Regions from separate parts of the Mus musculus genome. Here regions 1, 3, 4, 5 and 6 are each linked to region 2. The links are chromatin contacts, called in public Hi-C and promoter capture Hi-C maps. All regions are on one chromosome and are shown on one strand. Each heading gives the region's core, a stretch centred on a gene start, on an enhancer-like site or on the middle of the called end of the contact. The rest is flanking DNA. Distances are from core to core; before and after follow the strand shown.

Evidence for each region. Promoter capture Hi-C pulls out the DNA fragments that hold promoters and counts their contacts. Hi-C and Micro-C count contacts between places; a contact is called where the count stands out from the background.
Region 1: a contact with region 2 is called in a Hi-C map of B cells, with 10 read pairs. The contact joins the promoter of Asdurf here to the promoter of Gtf3c3 in region 2. A contact is called at or near these places in 4 of 39 promoter capture datasets (cranial neural crest, hippocampal neurons, liver and 1 more), 1 of 484 Hi-C or Micro-C datasets (B cells) and 2 of 115 datasets of contacts at active chromatin or transcription factors (embryonic stem cells and large pre-B cells).
Region 3: a contact with region 2 is called in a promoter capture Hi-C map of stem cell-derived epiblast-like cells, with 2.4 times the contacts expected there. The contact joins the promoter of Osgepl1 here to the promoter of Gtf3c3 in region 2. A contact is called at or near these places in 8 of 39 promoter capture datasets (the 3T3-L1 cell line, the C10 cell line, cranial neural crest and 5 more), 1 of 484 Hi-C or Micro-C datasets (embryonic stem cells) and 1 of 115 datasets of contacts at active chromatin or transcription factors (astrocytes).
Region 4: a promoter capture Hi-C map of hippocampal neurons shows a contact between it and region 2, with 3 times the contacts expected there. The contact joins the promoter of Nab1 here to the promoter of Gtf3c3 in region 2. A contact is called at or near these places in 1 of 39 promoter capture datasets (hippocampal neurons) and 1 of 115 datasets of contacts at active chromatin or transcription factors (astrocytes).
Region 5: a promoter capture Hi-C map of hippocampal neurons shows a contact between it and region 2, with 2.5 times the contacts expected there. The contact joins the promoter of Hibch here to the promoter of Gtf3c3 in region 2.
Region 6: a promoter capture Hi-C map of hippocampal neurons shows a contact between it and region 2, with 3 times the contacts expected there. The contact joins the promoter of Ormdl1 here to the promoter of Gtf3c3 in region 2. A contact is called at or near these places in 5 of 39 promoter capture datasets (the 3T3-L1 cell line, cranial neural crest, frontonasal cranial neural crest and 2 more).

The regions. Positions count from the first base shown.
Region 1 is chr1:53,351,328-53,354,216 of GRCm38.p6, forward strand. Asdurf (ASNSD1 upstream reading frame) reads right to left here and starts at 1,425. Exons shown (of 4, transcript NM_001353501.1): 1 at 1,203-1,425. The coding sequence starts at 1,292. It overlaps Asnsd1 (asparagine synthetase domain containing 1), which reads right to left and starts at 1,425. Exons shown (of 6, transcript NM_133728.3): 1 at 1,203-1,425.
Region 2 is chr1:54,437,368-54,440,477 of GRCm38.p6, forward strand. It overlaps Gtf3c3 (general transcription factor IIIC, polypeptide 3), which reads right to left and starts at 1,659. Exons shown (of 18, transcript NM_001033194.3): 1 at 1,446-1,659; 2 at 465-576. The coding sequence starts at 1,547.
Region 3 is chr1:53,311,942-53,315,104 of GRCm38.p6, forward strand. It overlaps Osgepl1 (O-sialoglycoprotein endopeptidase-like 1), which reads left to right and starts at 1,683. Exons shown (of 8, transcript NM_001285839.1): 1 at 1,683-1,917; 2 at 2,915-3,158. The coding sequence starts at 2,938.
Region 4 is chr1:52,499,038-52,502,081 of GRCm38.p6, forward strand. Nab1 (Ngfi-A binding protein 1) reads right to left here and starts at 1,411. Exons shown (of 8, transcript NM_008667.3): 1 at 1,173-1,411.
Region 5 is chr1:52,843,410-52,846,565 of GRCm38.p6, forward strand. It overlaps Hibch (3-hydroxyisobutyryl-Coenzyme A hydrolase), which reads left to right and starts at 1,629. Exons shown (of 14, transcript NM_146108.2): 1 at 1,629-1,735. The coding sequence starts at 1,701.
Region 6 is chr1:53,295,821-53,298,861 of GRCm38.p6, forward strand. Ormdl1 (ORM1-like 1 (S. cerevisiae)) reads left to right here and starts at 1,275. Exons shown (of 4, transcript NM_145517.4): 1 at 1,275-1,368. Pms1 (PMS1 homolog 1, mismatch repair system component) reads right to left here and starts at 1,208. Exons shown (of 13, transcript NM_153556.2): 1 at 1,066-1,208.

The DNA.
Region 1 (2,889 bases), core at 175-2,674, 1.1 Mb before region 2:
AGAGAAACCCTGTCTTGAAAAAAACAAAAAACAACCAAACAAAAGAACCAAAAACAAACAAAACCTCTCCCGAAAACAACAAAAACCCAATCTTTTAGTTTTATAAGGTCTTGCTGTAGACAAAAAGAGAGAAATAAAATGAATGTGGGTTCTCCTCTTTACCAACAACCAATGGTTTTATGATGTATGCACTAGATGACAGCCAGACATTCGGATAAAACAAATGAAATGGTACTATGGTACTGAATGCCCTACCTGCACTGATCCAACATGATTTTCCACCACTGTATCATTCTATTTCAAGTATTAAGGACTGCATATTGCTGGTATCGTTAAGCTAGGCAAATAGTCTATTAAGTCCTGAGAGCTGTACTAATAACCTACAAAGCCATATTGAGTACGCTTTCCTTGAGATTCAAGTCTGCTTGTACAGTGTTTTTATGCTCATTACAGGAATGACAGGTGTCACTTTAGGTGACACCACAGTACACTGTGGTACAGCGGGAATTAGGCAATGTACTGAAGATATCATATAGGACAGAAAAAATACAGAATTTAGGAATGTTTAATATCTGAAAAGACTATACCCACACCCTTCCACTCTACACGTTTAAAGATTTTCGTCTGTAACTGGAAGTTAGGACTAGTTCCGGTATGGGGTTGCCTCCCTGAAATCCTGGCTATTAGGCAAGAGAATTATTCAAGTAATGCCTAAGCAATAATATCTGAGGCTGGCCTGAGTTATTTATGAAATCCTATCCTAAAGGTATAGAAAAAAATTAATTTGATAGGGTGCTCCTTTCTCTTGTTGAATAATAAAGAGATGACCAAACAGATGTTTTTAGGATCACTTAAAGTTGAGAATATATTTTAAGGTAACAGGCAGCTGAGAAAATCGGCTAAGAAGCTTTTGCCTGAGTCTGGAAGAACAGGTACAGACTTCTAAACTTTTATGATGGACGTCATGGATGGCACCCAGGCGGGTGCGTGGCTAACTGGATGAAGCACAGCCACAGAGCAACAGATCTGTGTGTGACTGAGCAACACATCTGTGTGTCACTTTTTTTCAGGGGACACGCCTCCATCGTCGCAAACCTGCAGGATGGAGGGGAATCAGCTGCTGGTGCTGAGAATGCACGGCGGAGGCTACAGGGCACAGCGGGGCCCGCCGCCCACCACCCTTCCCCGGCGTCCCACGGCACCTTGCTGCTAAGGGACTCGGCGTGCGCAGTCGATGTGTGTGGGGGCCCCGGCGCGGCGCGGCCATCGGCGTGCACCCCACTGCTGGGCATCGCCTAGCCGCGCCGCACGCCAAGAACCGCGACTGAGGAAGGAACGGCAGCCAGCAGCCCCGGCAGGAAGCCTGGGTTCCACTCAGGAATCCGCCCCTTCCGGCACCCCGACCAATGGAGTGCGCACACTCACGCCTGCGCAGTGGCAAGCGCGCGCGGGGTGGGTTGTGAAAAGTCGAATTAAGAGTTGTGCTCCACTGCAAAATGGTTTTCTGCTAAATGTAGGTGTGGCTTGGCTGCAGAATCTATGAATGGTCTGTATCGCCCCCTAGTGGATCCTATGTAAAAATAAATCACTATAATTTAATACTCTTAAATTTGGTTTTCTTCTCCTCCTCCCCCTCCCCCTTCCTCCTCCTCCCCCTCCTTCTTCCTCTTCTTCTTTTTCTTCTCATCCCCTTCCCCCTCCTCTCCCCTCCCCTTCCTCTTCCTCCTCCTCCTTCTCTTCCTCTTCTTCTCGTCCCTTCCCTCCTCCCCCTCCTCCTCCTCCTTCTCCTCCTCCTCCTCCCCTCCCCTCCTCCTCTTCTTCTTCAGATTTACTTATTTTATGTATATGATGAGTTCACTGTCTCTGTCTTAAGACATACCAGATGCAGATCTCAGGTGCAGAGGATACCATAGAAAACATTGAAACAACAGTCAAGGAAAATGCAAATTGCAAAAAGCTCCTAACCCAAAATATCCAGGAAATCCAGGACACAATGACAAGACCAAATCTAAGGATAACAGGTATAGAAGAGAGTGAAGATTCCCAACTTAAATGGTCAGTAAATATCCTCAACAAAATTAAACAAGAAAACTTTCCTAACCTAAAGAATTTGATGCCCATGAACATACAAGAAGCCTACAGAACTCCAAATAAATTGGACCAGAAAAGAAATTCCTCCCATCACATAATAATCAAAATACCAAATGCACTAAACAAACAAACAAACAAAAGAATATTAAAAGCAGTAAGGAAAAAGGGTGAAGTAACATGCAAAGTCATACCTATCAGAATTACACCAGACTTCTCAGCAGAGACTATGAAAGCTGGAAGATCCTGGGCAGATGTCATACAGACCCTAAGAGACCACAAATAGCAGCCCTGACTACTATTACAGCAACACCCTCAATTACCATAGATGGAGAAACAAAGATATTCCATGGCAAAACAAAATGTACACAGTGTCTTTCCACAAATCTAGCTCTATAAAGGATAATAGATGGAAAACACCCACACAAGGAGGGAAACTGCACCCTAGAAAAAGCAAGAAAGTAATCTCCTTTCAACACACCCAAAAGAAGATAACCACACAAACATAAAAATAACATAAAAAATAATAGGAAGCAGCAATCACTATTCCTTAATTTCTCTTAACATCAATGGACTCAATCCCCCCAATAAAAAGACATAGACTAACAGACTGGATATGTAAACTGGGCCCAACATTTTGCTGCATATAGGAAACACACCTCAGTGTCAAAGACAAACACTATGTCAGAATAAAGGGCTGAGAATAATTTTCCAATCAAATGGTCCCAAGAAACAAATTGGAGTAGACATTCTAATATAGGATAAAATTGACTTTCAACCAAAAGTCATCAAAAAAGATAA
Region 2 (3,110 bases), core at 409-2,908:
TGTACAGCTATAGTGTACTCATATACATAAAATAAATAAATAAATCTAAAAAAAAAAGAGAGAAGGCCAATTTAGAAAATGAAAATAAAGAAACCCTAAACAACCATTATGCTTGTACAATGATTTTTTTTTTAAAAAAATAAATATTATGCTACTTTGTAGCAAACACTGATAAACCAGGTGATAAAAATAGAATACTGAGCCAGGCAGTGGTGGCACACACCTTTAATCCCAGCACTTGGGAGGCAGAGGCAGAATTTCTGAGTTCGAGGCCAGCCTGGTCTACAGAGTGAGTTCCAGGACAGCCAGGGCTACACAGAAAAAGCCTGTCATGAAAAACAAACCAACAAACAAAAATAGAATGTTATTACAATAAACATAAAAGCAATAAAAAGTAAAAAGCAAATAGTGTTTTTATCAAATCATTTTACTTAAGTGCTCATTTAAAGCCAGCAGTAACATACCTTCATTGGCGTCTTTGTCCTGGGATTTGGCAGAGTCAATTCCTGATGAGGATGGAACTTCGGAGTCATCTGGGTTTTCTTTGGGTGATGATTTTCCTTTTTCCTGAACACTCTGTGATTGGGAATTAAACAGTTCCAAAAACTAATTCAGATTTAATTCTCTCAGCCTTGAATAGGGCATTTGCCTTATCTTTATAAAAGTTGACCCTCCCCTATGATACGTGGAATCTAAATTTGAATAGTTTCAAAGTGTTCCAATGTACTTAAGTCTTTAGTTTATGTAAGTCATTTGCAAATACAAGTGGAATGATTTTAAATATTTTAATGTCATCAATCTAAGACTTTAAATAAACCATAGGGTTCATAGAAGTCTATGAGTCAAGAAAGAAATCATTAGCTAACTTCAAAAGGGTCAAGAGATCTTTATGTTGGTCCCTTGGCCTTCAAACAAATGAGAAACTATTTAAAGTTCAGATCTTTATTAAAATTTGAAAAAGTAACAGATATCCTCACTATCTGGTTAGTTAGGTTTACTTTTATGTCTAAGAAAAAAAATTACACGGAGACTCCTCAAAAATAGGCGCACCAGGGGTGCATGTAGCTTTGCGATGGGGAGCTTTGTCCAGCAGGCTGGAGGCCCTGAAGTTTGATCCCCAAGACCCCTATACAGACCACAAAAACAAAAGGCCTGGTTCCCACCACCGTCACAACCTAGTTGCAAGATAGGTTTAGAACTAATCAGATCACCCTGTCTGGCTCATCGACTTAACAGGTATTAGGGGGTCGGGGGAGGTTAGCGCCCACCAAGGCTGGCTTTCGGGTGGGGAGATGTCTTTAGAGGCTCTGAGTACTCGGGTGGGAGTGAAAATCGGAAATTTTGGAAGAGGTGAAAGCTGCTGGATCCCGGGCCCACCCTGGGCAACCCACGACTCGGTTTCGGGGAAAACAAGACCGAGGAGCACCGGGGGCCCAGCGGCTCACTTTCTTCTCTCGGGTTTTTCTCTCTTCTCTCCGCCTTTCGAACTCTTCAAAGGAGATTTTCCCTTCCAGGTAGTCGATAAGTTCCGGGCTGAACCCCGACATGTCTGCAGGGCCGACGCTGCGCAGCGGGCCAGGGAAGCTGCAGCACTCCCAGGCTCTGTAGGACGCCTAGGAGAGACCGGACCAGCGTCCGCCCTAGAAACCTTCCCGGCCTGCGCCGCGGCCGCGCACTCTGGTTCCGCCTGCGCTCTAGGCCCCAGGCCTCTTCCCACAGGCAAGGGAGTGTCCAAATGCATCTTTCAAGCGCCAGACTCCCTTAAACTACCAGCTAGAGGAGCCTTTTTTTTTTTTAAAGATGTATGTATTAGTTTGTTTGTTTGCTTGCTTGCTTATTTTATGTATAGGAGTACACTGTCTTCAGACACACCAGAAGAAGGCATCAGATCCCATTACAGATGGCTGTGAGCCACAATGTGGTTGCTGGGAATTGTACTTAGGACCTCCGGAAGAGCAGTCAGTGTTCTTAACCACTGAACCATCTCTACAGGAGACTTTTGATCTGGGGATGCAGCACAGTGGCAGAGCGTTTGCCTGGGTTTCTATCTCTAATGTCAATCAACTTTTATGTCCCAAGTATTCATAAACTTTTTTGTTGTTGTTTTGTTTTGTTTTTTGTTTTTCGAGACAGGGTTTCTCTGTGTAGCCCTGGCTGTCCTGGAACTCACTTTGTAGACCAGGCTGGCCTCGAACTCAGAAATCCGCCTGCCTCTGCCTCCCGAGTGCTGGGATTAAAGGCGTGCCCCACCACGCTCGGCTGCTCTCAAACTTTTAAAGGGATTCTAACTCTTCCCATAGGGCGTCTACTGTATATCTGTTACATACATCTCTCAAAATAATCCTTAGGAACCTATGAGAGGAAAAAAAGGGAGAGGTGTGGGGAGGGTAATAGAACACTTGTAACATGAAAAAGGGCAACACCTGAAGTGGAAAGACTTGAGGTGGGACTTGAGGGGAGAGAGATGGAAGAGAGGGGTCAAAGTGAGTGAGTGAGAGAGAGAGAGAGAGAGAGAGAGAGGGAGAGAGAGAGAGAGAGAGATTATTTTCAACTCCTAGGAGCTCTTGTGATTTGCATTTTATCTTGTATTATAACTATTTCTTTTTCTAGAGACATTACCTATAAACATCAAAGACATTAGTTTATGTGTCATTATTATAAACCTGACTAACCTAATAACATGTATTCAAAACACATTTGTGAGTAAAGTTAGATGAAACTACAAGAGCCTTTGGAACTTTGGGCAAAGTTGAGCTCAGCATAGTCCTGGGTCCAAAGACGAGAGTCTATCTTTGATCATCTTTATGATAATCCAAGCTAAGGAGATCTGTAGCAGGGTTGCAGAATCAGAGGTCAAGACCTGCAAGAGCAGGACTACCAGATAGCAGAAAACTATCTCAGTCACTGCGTTTCTCCTGAGGAGGGATCTTACACAGGCGTGAAAACATACATGAGCAGACGGAGTGTGTTGATGTTATCCCCAGAAACAACTATGAGGATTACTCCCCTGAAGTCTTCAGGGAGTTGGGGAACTGTGCGGAAGACTCTATGTCTGTTTCCAGACTCACTCAAAGCGGGAAAGAGAAAGTGAGTATGGCTATCTGGAAAGG
Region 3 (3,163 bases), core at 433-2,932, 1.1 Mb before region 2:
TAGCCATTAAGAGCACTGAGTTTATATCTACTGCTTTCATATAATATTCATTTGATCTTCATTGTGGTTTATTGAAAACAAAGATGAGAGACCAGCAGACTCACTATCCTAGCTCCAACATTATTACATTTTTTCACAAGTTAATAAACTAACAAGTTCTGATGACTTTTAAATGGTTTTCTAGCAATTTGTGATGTGTGACTCAGTAATCTAGAGTCCAGTCACTTCCAAGCCAAAGCCTGGAGAGGAATCAGATGCAGAAACCAAGGAATTAGGTCATGATCTTGCCAGGCTACAGATACAGCCATTCAAACCACTCAGCCTTCTCCAGGTTACTCCACTTTGTGTGCATTTCCAGTTCTCTACCTTTCAATTATCTGCATTGAAGATCGAGGGTTAACCTTAAGTTTTTAGCTCTCACAACTAAGAAAGTACCTGCCATAAAGGAACAGTCTGGATGAATGTGTGATAAAGTCCAGGTAGGCCTACAGGAGTGGGTATTTGTAGTCCCAGTTACTGTGGAGGCTTACAAAAAGAAGTCCGCGAGTTCTGGACAACATTGCAAGAACCTGAATCATAGATTTTTATATTTCATACACATGTACATGCATCTAAGTGGAACACGTAAGGTATAAGTATTGTAAAATTCTTCCTATTAAATTCACCTGAAGGTTACAAATGAGTTTGACTTCTGGTATTTAACCAAACAGGTTCCAGACTCAAGGTTGCCCTGGCCCATTCTGTGTTAGTCAGAGGCACTTAACTCTGTGACTAAATTCATTCAAAATTAGCAGCCCAATTATCTGTAAATGAGGCCACCAAGCACAGTATCTCCTGGATGTGTTCCTGACCCTGCTGGCACAAAATTGTTACTTTATTGTCACAGGTTGAAAAAAGTCTCAATTTTTTTAAAAGTAAGTTCAATATTGTAATTATGAATTTACTAGTACCTTCTCCTAGAGTTTAGTGTAAGTCTGTGAGAAGAGTTACCTGGTGGTGGTGGTGGTGGTTTTTTAACTCATCAAAGCAAAGATCCAAGCCCTTCCCAGCCTTGCATTGTAAAGCCTTTGCTTGCTACAGTTTTAAAGTTTAGGTAGAGAGGAAAGATTTGGAATACATCCATTTGATTGTACTAACAGGTTCACAAACCAGACCAACAAAAACAAAGCAAGATGCAATAATTAGTACATGCTATACAGAAAGTTGAAAGCTGACCTAGTAATCCGGGGCTATAGAATGCCATGGGTGCTTCACTTGGGATGATAAATGCAGCAGTTGTTTAAACTGTACAACCAAATACACTTCACTGAGAATCAAGTGCTGTTTTTGCGGGTGTTCTGACTTCTGATGAAAATACTTTCCCCATGAAAATGGAAGGTTTCTCAGGCCACTACCTTTTAAGTCTGGTGACAGCTTTCCTAAAATAGAATGACAGTAAATCCTACCCTTTTTCTCTTGGTGGCAGCAAAGTTCTAACGGAGGGCAGAACCCTTTCCTTAAATGCGGCATAGTGTGGGCACAGTGAGATCTACTGAATCTGGACACCTTTTCATGAGTCGCTATCAGCGTGACTTAGTAAAAGACCTGGTATTCACAAACCTGGCAGGAACGCCTGGGGCTATAAGAAGTTATTAAGCATTTCTTTACTAAGACAAGAGAAGGACCGCCGGCCCAAGGGCGGTGACGTCACTTCCGGGCGCCTGCGTAGTGCGGGCGCCCGCAGTTTCCTAAGGGGAATGGAGACTGCTCCCGCGCACGTCTTTCCTGTCCCAAGCTTTTGCTCACCACCAACAGAGACTCCGTTGCTTTCCAGCAACAGATTCCAGCTGTGTTGTCCAAAACTAATTCTTCTGGAGAGGCTGTGGGAGCTCACGACTGAAATCTGCGCGTAGTTTACTCTCAGCCCAGTCACTGCAGGTCTGCTTTCCCAGTTGACGCGTTCACTGTATTTCTAACCCCAGTTTTGCTCATTCCACACGTCTTGCAGTGTGGGAATACTAGAGTGTTTATGTTTAGTGATGGATGGATTGCTACCTTTTGGGGAGGAGTTGATGTGGGGAGAAGGGTTTAGGAAGAGGTTTGGGTGGTGAACCTATTACAAAAAGTGGAGATGTGAATCCGAAGATTGGATAAGTGTTTACGGTTGTCTTTGCAGAGATGCCGGGGGTTTTTGCTTGTTTTTTACAATGAACTTTATGAGAGGGCTTGCTTCCAAAATACAAAATTAAATCCTGATTAGTGAGCATAATATTTTAATAAACTGTCCAAATGCAGTACACTATTTTCTGGGGGAGAGGGGAGTCAATAAATGGGAGGCCTTTATTTTTGATTTGTTCTATTTGCCTTTAATTTTTAACATCACTTTAAGTAGTACTGTCCACATAACTATTATACTATAACATTAACTGTTGTATAAAGTGCGTGTTGAGCATGGTTTACCCAAAATGCCTGGACCAGAAGTGTTCCAAATTTCAAAAAAAAATTTTTTTTAATTTTGCGATGTGCCATATTCGTGACCAATTTGAGGATGAAACCCAGGTATAGATGTGAAATTCGTGTTTCATTTGCATCCTGTAAACACAGCTAAGGCAATTTTATACAATAATATTTTTAGTACTTTTTGTGTTTCCACTAACAACTCAGGTGGTAGCGTGCTTTAGAGCTTCTTTCACTTTGGGGGTGCTCAACTTGATACATTATAATCATTTTATATGCTTCTCATTTTTCTCTTGCAAAATTTGATTTATTCCTATCTAGTGATTTCTAGGACCTCTAAAAGATTTTGATAATGTTTTTACAAATGTTCTTAAAATTTTGAAGTCTGCATACTTAAAAAATAAGATAACATTCATTATTTTGTTTAAATAAATGAATTCATTGCAAATGACATAATATTTCTGTAACTCTTTTCTAGGAAGTATTTGTAGAGTAACAAATATGCTAATGTTAAGAAGGACAGCAGGAGCTATTCCCAAGCCCCCAAAGAGTAAAGTTTATGGATTTTTAAGAAGATTTAGTGTTCATCCCAGAACTCTCTCTTGTCATAAACTGGTCCTGGGAATTGAAACCAGCTGTGATGACACAGGAGCGGCTGTGGTGGATGAAACTGGGAATGTGCTGGGGGAAGCACTGCACTCCCAAACTCAGGTTCATCTGAAGTAAG
Region 4 (3,044 bases), core at 161-2,660, 1.9 Mb before region 2:
TTTCTTTCAAGATGTAATGTTCCAGTATCTAAACTGGAAACAGAGATGAAGAAGGCTGACTGCACTGCCTATCTACAAATTCTCAACAGCATACTTATTTATCTGCTTGAGCTTACTGAAAGAACAGAATTAAATGTCTCAAAAGATGCAAGCTGGAGGAAGAAACCTTCAATCCAAGTCACTTGTGCTGGCACAGAAGCTGGGTGTGAAGCAGCTCTTTGAATCTCAGGAAGATAGCCTCCACCCTGGTCGGCTATCCGATACAATGGACCCTATACATCCTCTCTCCAGTATCTCTTCTTAAAACCGGCAGATGAATTATAAATGTCATAACATATATTGTACAAAGAAAGATTTTTCAAAAAGTGAATATTTAAAAAGGGTAATTCGCTGCGTGTACAAAACAGCGAACCATTTCGGATGTGACTAATCTTATTTTAAATTCGGTTCCTCTGCTCCTATGCAATCTAATATTAACTATTAAAACTGCCAAAATATTTTTATACGAGATCTTAGAATCTCCTTAGAGATTCTGATCTTTGCACTCCGTAAAGTTGGCAGGCACGTCACTGGCAAACCAATCGGTAGTGACAACTTACTCCAAACCAGCTCTTTCGGATCAAATTGTAAATTAGCAGGCAATCCAAAATTTCCCAAGCCTCCCTGAGCCAGGGCACGGTTCCCGCTGGTCGCCCGCTGCAAAACTTGGTCAGCTCAACCTACAGACGCAAATTCCAGCTCTACCCAGGAGATTCCTTGCAGATCTCCCGGGTTGACCGTACTTCGGTGTCTGTCCCCGTAAGGTCACACACCTGCGTCCAAAGCTTCTCTGTCCTACACGTGTCTGCACATTCCCCACTCAGCCTCAAAGGCTCGGCGACTCCCGCTTCCCTGCACCTGGGTGCCAAGTTTCTGAAAGCCACTTCCAAGCAAAACTCTCCTTCCGCTCTGAAAACACAACTACAGTAGGAAGGGGCGGATAACAGGAAGAAAGCGGAGACTCAGCGGCACTTTTCGGAAGTCCCTGGTCGCCCCGGAGCTGGCACCCCACGCGGGCCCGCGAGCGCGTCCTCCCCGCACAGCCCGCGCCCCCCGCCCGGCAGGACGCGACGGCCCCGCCGAGCCACGCGTCCGCGCCCCCCGCTCCATCTCGAGGCCCTCCCGGTACCTACGCGGCCCGCAGCTGCGGCGCGCTCCGCGACGACGGCTCTGCCGGGCTCCTGCGGCGGCTGCGGCGGCCGGGACGCCCCCGCGCCCATCGAGGGGGGCAGGGACGCGGTGGGCGCGCGCTCCGTCCCCCGCCCGCCCCGACGGCGCTCGCTCGGTCGCGCGGGCGGAGGCTCGGGCGGAGGCGGGCGGCGGCGGCCCCGGGCGCCCTCCCTAGGCCTCTCCCGCCGCCCCTCCCTCGGCCTCTCCCTCTCCCTCCCCCGCCACCTCCGCCGCCCCCGCCCCGCCCCGCGCGCTGTCACATCGGGAGATTCCGCTCTTGCTCCATTCGCCGCTCCGGCTCCCGCCCACGCGCGGCCGAGTGACGCAGATCCCGGCGTGGGCGGCCGCGGGGCGGGGGTGGGGGCCGGCGGGGCTGAGGCTCGGCGCGGTCCCGGGGGTGGCCCATTCCCACGGCAGCTGGGAGCGCGCGGGTGGGGGCGCGCGCGCGGGTCGGAGGAGGAGGAGGCTTCCGTGGATCCGCGGACAGCGCTGCCTGCCAAGCCCCGCACCGGGCCCGCCCAGGAGGGAGGGGGTGGGGGGGGTACAGAACCGCAGGTGCGGTGCGGACCTGTCCCTCCTCGCCCACTCCACCCTGTCCCCACCCTCGCCCAGGCCTGGTTTGAGGAGGGAGGAAAGGGAAACTCTGGCCTGGTGGCTTAATGACACCCTTTTCATGTCTGGAAACCTTGTGTTACTTTACAGGCCATTCTCTGTTGTCTTCCTGTAGGCAAATGACACACTCCTGGTGCTGTCTTGAGCGTGTCAAAATAGAGTTCTTAAGGCAAGGTGTAGACATTTTGAGCTTGGTTTGCATAAACTTTTCTAGCCAAAGAAAGTGTTACAGCACCTCAAAAGCTAAAGCTATTGCCAAAATTTTAAGGGGAAAAAAATTAAATCTATTTTTGCCTTCCTTGGGGAGGGGGTTTCAAAGAAAAGAATTCAAGTTTTAATGGTGTGCTCTTACTGCAATACAGGTAGAATCCTGTTTTAATGTACATATAAAAATCCAGTTTTATATAGGAGGCCGTTCCCACTTCCTGGCTGGCCTCCCAGAGTGTGCCTACTTGGTTGAAGGGGATACAAGGCATTCTTTGAGAAGAGAAATTCTTTAAACCACATCTTTATGTTGCAACAATGGGTGGGATGATAATATTGAAAGAAAAAGACCTTATTAAATAAACCATTTTTTCTTTTTGTAAAAACATGTTCTACAAATGAGTGATGTCAATGGAATAGATATGTACTTAAATGCATAAATATATAAACATATAGTTACATGGTTAAGTATACATTTAAGCTGAAATATCTTCCCTGTTAGTGACAAGCCTGTCTAGAATAGTTGGTATTTTAAATAATTATTCTTAGTTCCTCAAATTCTTCAGAAGAAATAACAGCTACAAGTGTCTCCCTGCCACTCCAATTGTCAGTGTTTATGCTCCTGCTCAGCGAAGAGGAATTTAATTTGGGTGGTTGTAGTACAGTCAGGGCTACTGAGACAATTTCTTGGCCGGTGTGGAAAGGTAGAGGTTAATGGGTAGTCGAGCAATGAAATCCGCAAAATTCTTCTAATTCTTCACTGGGAACTCTGATGGTTTGCAAACATTGTTGCTTCTGAAAAGCCTAGGGGGAGGGGTGCGTGTAGCTTTATGCCACGCAGTTAGTGATTAGTCAACTTGGTGAGCTCACCTGCACTGCACAGCGTTCTCCAGAATTGAGTCCAAATTGCATGCTGTGCTCCGGTAGGGCGTGCTTCTGCCCTGCTGAAGGCTATACCGACAAGGAAATGTGTCTGGGGCTGATCCTTTTTACAGTTAACCACTCAAGTCCTTCCTTGT
Region 5 (3,156 bases), core at 379-2,878, 1.6 Mb before region 2:
GAGGCAGGTGGATTTCTGAGTTCGAGACCAGCCTGGTCTACAAAGTGAGCTCCAGGACAGCCAGGTCTATACAGAGAAACCCTGTCTCAAAAAACCAAAAAAAAAAAAAAAATTACACAAACTCCTTCAGATCAATTAATACCTGCTGATTAAACTTAAAAGCCAAACATAGATAATCAACTGGGCATTTCAAGACAGCCTAGTCTAGGGAGCAAACTCCTTTCCTTTCCATTTTTTAAAGTAAAAACCACTACCGTATTTATTGTTTCTCAATATTACAAAGAAAAGGCAATGCAATCTTTTTACATTAAATGTGGTAGTAAAAAAATTATATTTAAAGGTTTTTGAAATTTCTTATTAGATATTTTCTTTATTTACATTTCAAATGTTATCCCCTCTCTTCCTTTCCTTCTCCTATGGAAACCTCCTATCCCCTCCCCCTTCCCCCTGCTTCTGTGACAATGCTCCCCCAACCAACCAACCCCCCTCTCTGGCTTCCCCATCCTGGCATTCCCCTACACTGGGGCATCCAGCCTTCACAGGACCAAGGGCCTCTCCTCCCATTGATGCCTGACAAGGCCATCATCTGCTACATATGCACCTGGAGCCATGGGTCCCTCCATGTGTACTCTTTGGTTGGTGGTTTAGTCCCTGGGAGCTCTGGGGGTTCTGGTTGGTTGATATTGTTGTTTGTCCTATGGAGTTGCAAACCAATTCAGCTCCTTCATTCCTTTCTTTAACTCCTCCATTGGAGACCCTGTGCTCAGTCCAATAGTTGACTGTGAGCATCCACCTCTTTGTCAGGCTCTGACAGAGCCTCTCTGGAGATAGCTGTATCAGGCGCCTGTCAGCAAGCACTTGTTGGCACCTACAATAAAAAGTCTCTGGGTTTGGTGACTATATATGGAATGGATCCCCAGGTGGGGCATTCTCTGGATGGCCTTGCCTTCAGTCTCTGCTCCACACTTGCCTCTGTATTTCCTCCTGTGGGTATTTTATTTCCTCTTCTAAGAAGGACCAAAGCACCCACACTTTGGTCTTCCTTCTTCTTGAGCTTCTTGTGGTCGGTGAATTGTATCTTGCCGAGCCTTTGGGCTCATATCCATACTGTGTGTTCTTTTGTGATTGGGTCACCTTACTCAGGATTGATACTTTCTAGTTCCATCCATTTGCCTAAGAATTTCATGAAGTCATTGTTTTTAATGGCGGAGTAGTACTCCATTGTGTAAATGTACTACATTTTCTATCTCCATTCCTCTGTTGAAGGACATCTGGCTTCTTTCCAGCTTCTGGCTATTATAAATAAGTTTTTCTACTTTTCTCTTTGCTTTGGTTACTCACCTCTCAGCTTTCGTCTTGGCTCCTCCTCTTCCTCCTCCCCTCACTAGTTAACGCCCCTAGCCAGGACCCGCCCCACCTTTACCCGGCCTGGCCCTGTCTAGTGTGGCCCTGCCCACTGCTCTTGCTGGTTTCCTAACTGCTCCTGTTTTGCCCCGCCCCGCCCCGCCCGGCCGGGCCCGTGAGCGTAGCGCAGCGGAAGTGTAGGCGTTGGGCCGCTCTGGCCCACCGGAGGACTTGTCATCAGTGACCCCGGCTCTCCTCTGCTCTCATCGGCTGTGGGCGGGGCTGTGGGCGGGTCTAACTACCAGAGCCGGTGGAACCACTACACTCTGCTTCTTCTGCTCTTGGGTTTTTAGGCCATGGGGCAGCCATATGCGTGGCGGCTCCTGTCGAGGTGAGTTGGTGAGCAAGGCAGAGCTAAGGGCCGGCTTGGGGGAAAAGGCTCACAAGTGTCCCCGCAGGTCTCGCAGATCTAGTCGCCTTTGTATGGCAGCCTCTGCTTTGCTGCCCCGCGGCGACCTCAGCGGCGATCGCAACGACATGCGTCCTCTGACTTTGCTCTTTTTCTTGCAACAGCACCTTCATTTTCCGTCCTCTAGCATCTGTTAGGCCTTGACGTCCCACAACTTTCTCCCCCCTCCGTTTGTCTCCTATTTATTTTCTTTCTTGGAACTGGGCGCTGTGTGGGGACGTGCCACCTGATTTACTGTGTAGGGTATTTTCTTAAGTCACACAGAAATGACAGGTTGTGTACCTGGGCTCCGGGTAAGGAACTTGATTATTTCAGCTAGCAGTAGTAGCAGCGCAGGCAATTGGAACTCACAGAATAATGTTGTGACCATTTAGCGTGGCTTGACCGGAGCAGTGCAGATATTAACTTTCTAAGAGTGTCTCTCACTGCAATCGGACCTTGGCAGAAGGAAATGTGGTAGCACCCATTTTAGGAGCTTTGGCTAGTGTAATTCCTTTTCCCCAGTACCATACGCAAAAACTTCAATTTCCCCCCTGTGGAACTCTTCACTGAAGTACTTTTGGGCGATGAAATGTGTGCTGTTAGACATCTGTGCAGTCTAGGAGCATCTCAGACGTGGAACGCACCCTTGTTCCGTCTGCACGTTTCTTATGCCTTACAGTCTGTTGTGGAAGGTTCCTGCAAAGGCATAGAATGTTTCTTAGTTCTAAATGAGTAGTTACCAGTGGAGTTAGGGAGATGGTTCCGCGGTTTTAAGAGCCTATACTGCTCTTAAAGGACTGGCTAAGAGGACAAAGTTCTGCTTCCCGTGTGGCTCATAACTACCTTTAACTCCGTCTCCAAGGAATCTGATAGTTTCTTCTGGATCCATTGGACACTTGTACTTACATGGGCATACATATATACATAGTTAAAAACACATCTTAAGCCGCGCATGGTGGCGCACGCCTTGAATCCCAGTACTTGGGAGATAGAGGCAGGGATTTCTAAGTTCAAGGCCAGCCTGGTCTATAGAGTGAGTTCCAGGATAGCCAAGGCTACACAGAGAAGTCCTGTCTCAAAAAACAGAACAAAACAAAACATCTTAAAAAGAATAGTGCCTTTTTAGCAGAAAGCACCAACGATACTCAGGTATTTTTGTTACATGTAGAAGTTGCCTTGCTTCTCTTTTTTCTTTTGTGGTGAATAATAGCATCTGCTCACATAATCATTGTTGTTGCTTCTTGATGATGGCAAATTCTAAATTATTTGGGAACAATAATTTAGAGGCATGTATATTAACAAAGTTAACTTCATCTAGAAAGATTCTGTCATTACTGTGGTTCAGCTTGTCCCTATTTCAC
Region 6 (3,041 bases), core at 25-2,524, 1.1 Mb before region 2:
GTGGCTCTCTTTACCTAGATGTGGTAGGATTTCCTGGGCCACATGACATTTTTCTGGGATGTCTTGTGTCAGTTCCCAAAACTCTTTTTCCATATTCCAATCTCCCAAGAGATTAGGCATCCCTTCGTTTTTTTAATTCAAACTCATAAATGGCTATTTTATTTATCTGTCCCTTCCTCTCTGGCTCATATTGCTTTGAGGGCAGTGAATGTATATTGAAAACATATTCAGGAATGTGGCATATTATTAAGGGGTGTGCACTTAAAGACCTCCTCTGAAAAGCCAGAGGGTTGATGTTCCAGCACACAACACATGGAGTGTGGGAAAAGAATTCATACCTAGTGAGGACAATCCTACTGTTGGAACAGTCCTAGTGTTAGAAAAGAAGTCATGTTTACTGAAGCCAATCAACAGTCCTGGAAGTATGCTGTGATCAGAAAGAGAAACTGATCTACAAAAGCAAAAAGATTAGAGAGCTTGGATTTTAGGGAGAAAACAGCAAATTTTACAACAGAATAAATCCAACCCAACCATCACACAGAACCAACACAAATAAAAGATACCTACACACACACACACACACACACACACACACACACGCACGCAAGCATTCTGTCAACTTTAAAATGTTTTTCAGAGTTATTTCTGAAATAAAACTCACAAAGTTTTATAAATACAAATCACCAAGGTTAAAAAAAAAAAAGTACTTTCAAAGATGATTTAGAAAGAGAATGGATTAATCAAATCTTTTTTTCCTCCCCTTCCTCATAGAGATGAACTTCTGGTATTCACATCTCTTCAGGATGTACACTGTCTTCATTGGGAATAACCACAAATTAATACCTTTTTGTGTGAGACAACGCACAGTGCTACAAGCCGCTACACTCTCTAGCAAGACAAAACTTTCCCACCTTGAACCCCAAGGGTCTGAGCTCCAACTACTGCCGAGCCAGCCCAGAGGCTTGAAACGCGTGCGCGCGAGCCCCGCAAATCCGCACCTAGCCCCGGGAGGCGCCTTCAGCCTCCCCGAGCATCACCGGGCACGCTCGTTCGCGGTGACACTACCTTCTAGCGCGCATTCACCACCCACAGCGGCAAGCACTCAGCAAACCCTGAGTTGCACGGCCTACTTCGCTGGACGTCCTTCGGACCGAAGCACGGCTGCGCTCAGCAGGACCCGCGCTCGCGCTCCTCTAAGGCCCGCCCACAGCAGGAAGTGGGATTGGCGCGGCTGGCAGCCAATCGGCTGCTCGCTAGAGCAGCTTGGCAGCCTTCCGGAAGCGGTGGGGCGCACCAGTAGCTCTAGCCAGAGGACCTACTGTGGCTGCCGCGGGAATTGTCCTGTGACCAGCCAGGAGCTGGCGGCCGGTAAGCTCGAAGGCTTCCTAGAGCTGCGGCACGGCCCAGAAGGCCTGCGGCAGAGCAGGTTCCTGCTGCCTCCGGGGCTCGCGCTGTGCACCCTAGGTGTCCGCAGGTGGTCGGCGCGCCGCGGAAGTGCAGCCGCGACTGGGGCGGTGGGTGTGCGCGGGCGGGGAGGGCCGGGTAGCGAAGCCTTTGCGGCACAACCTGCTGAGAAAGGGTTTCTAATCTAGCATAGGTGGCAATGTGAGGCTCTTTCCAGCGGGTTTGGGTTTTTAATTTTTTACGTTGTGTGGGATGTTCGAACTATTAAGCTTTAAAAGTGCATTATAGGTACTTGGTTATTATAGAAGCAAAATTTACGCGAGACTCTCCCTTAGTGTAACTTTCATCACTGCCTGTTCCATACATCTTGAGAAGCCGAAAGAACATTACACTCCAGAAACACTTGCGTAGCCGGGTGAAATTCCTTTCTTCAAACACTGCAATAGAAAGGATTTTAGGTATCTTTGAATAGAAGCTGAAATGTATTCTAGCGCATTTCCTTCTCTCAGACAACACCCATTTCAGTTTGATTGTAACAAAGTAAACTCTTAGGCCCCCCCAAAACTGTATGCTCACGACAATTGAGTACTAATACTAGAAATACTAATACTTAGTGTTTCTTCCTGAACATAAAAGGAGTAAGCGGGTGGGTGGGGGCGCGCGGAGGTAAATAAATAAATAAGTAGAGAGTTTGGCTAAAGAAATATTGAGAAAGATTCATGACTTTAACCTAGTTGTGGTACAAATTTGAACCCCTAACCCTATAAATTTTTCATTTTACATCAACAGCTTGTTATTTCTAGGTTCACTATTCAAATGGGGGCACACAGCCAGGCATTAGTGGCTTATACACTTGTAATCCCTCTACTCTACAGGAGGATACCTGTGAAAATGAGGACAGCCTGACCAACCTATACAGTGAAACCTTGTTTCAAGAGAGAGGGAGATCAAAGCAAAATGCTTTTGACCTCTGACTATGGCTAAAATGTTCCATTACATGTTAGCATCTTGCCACTCAGACTGGTTGAGCCAGTTCTGTCCCCCCACCCCCACACACACACATCTTTTTAAAATACTATTTTATTGGTGATTATTATATTTGACAAAACTAGCTCCACAGAGAAATAAAAGTAGTATGCGGAAAGCTCATAAAAGAAAACAAAAAGATGACCTGAAAATACAAAATGGGCTAGACTGCCACGGGAAGGGGAGTGGAGAGAGCAGGAGAGGGGATACACTAGAAACATGGTATAGGCATATATTGAAACATCGCAGTGAAACTGCTAACTTGAACAATTATATATTTAGCTCCTGGCTCTCACTCTGCTTACATTTTACATATATGTAATTTTTTCTTTTTTTAAAGAATTTTGAAATAGGGTATTGCTATTCGGCTAGGCTGACCTCAGATTTTGGCAATCCTCTTGAATGCTGGGATTACAGAACTGAACCAACACACCTGGATCCAGTTTGAGCTTTCTTTCCTATTATTCCATCTAGTTAAATTGACAGGCTAGAAAACAAGCTTTGGAAAAAGAAGCCATACAAATAAGCTTTGTCTACCTAACAGTAGTGACAGCCGGCACTGATAGTTTATTGCTTGCGCTGACCTCTGTAGAAGGCAGATTTTGGGGGTC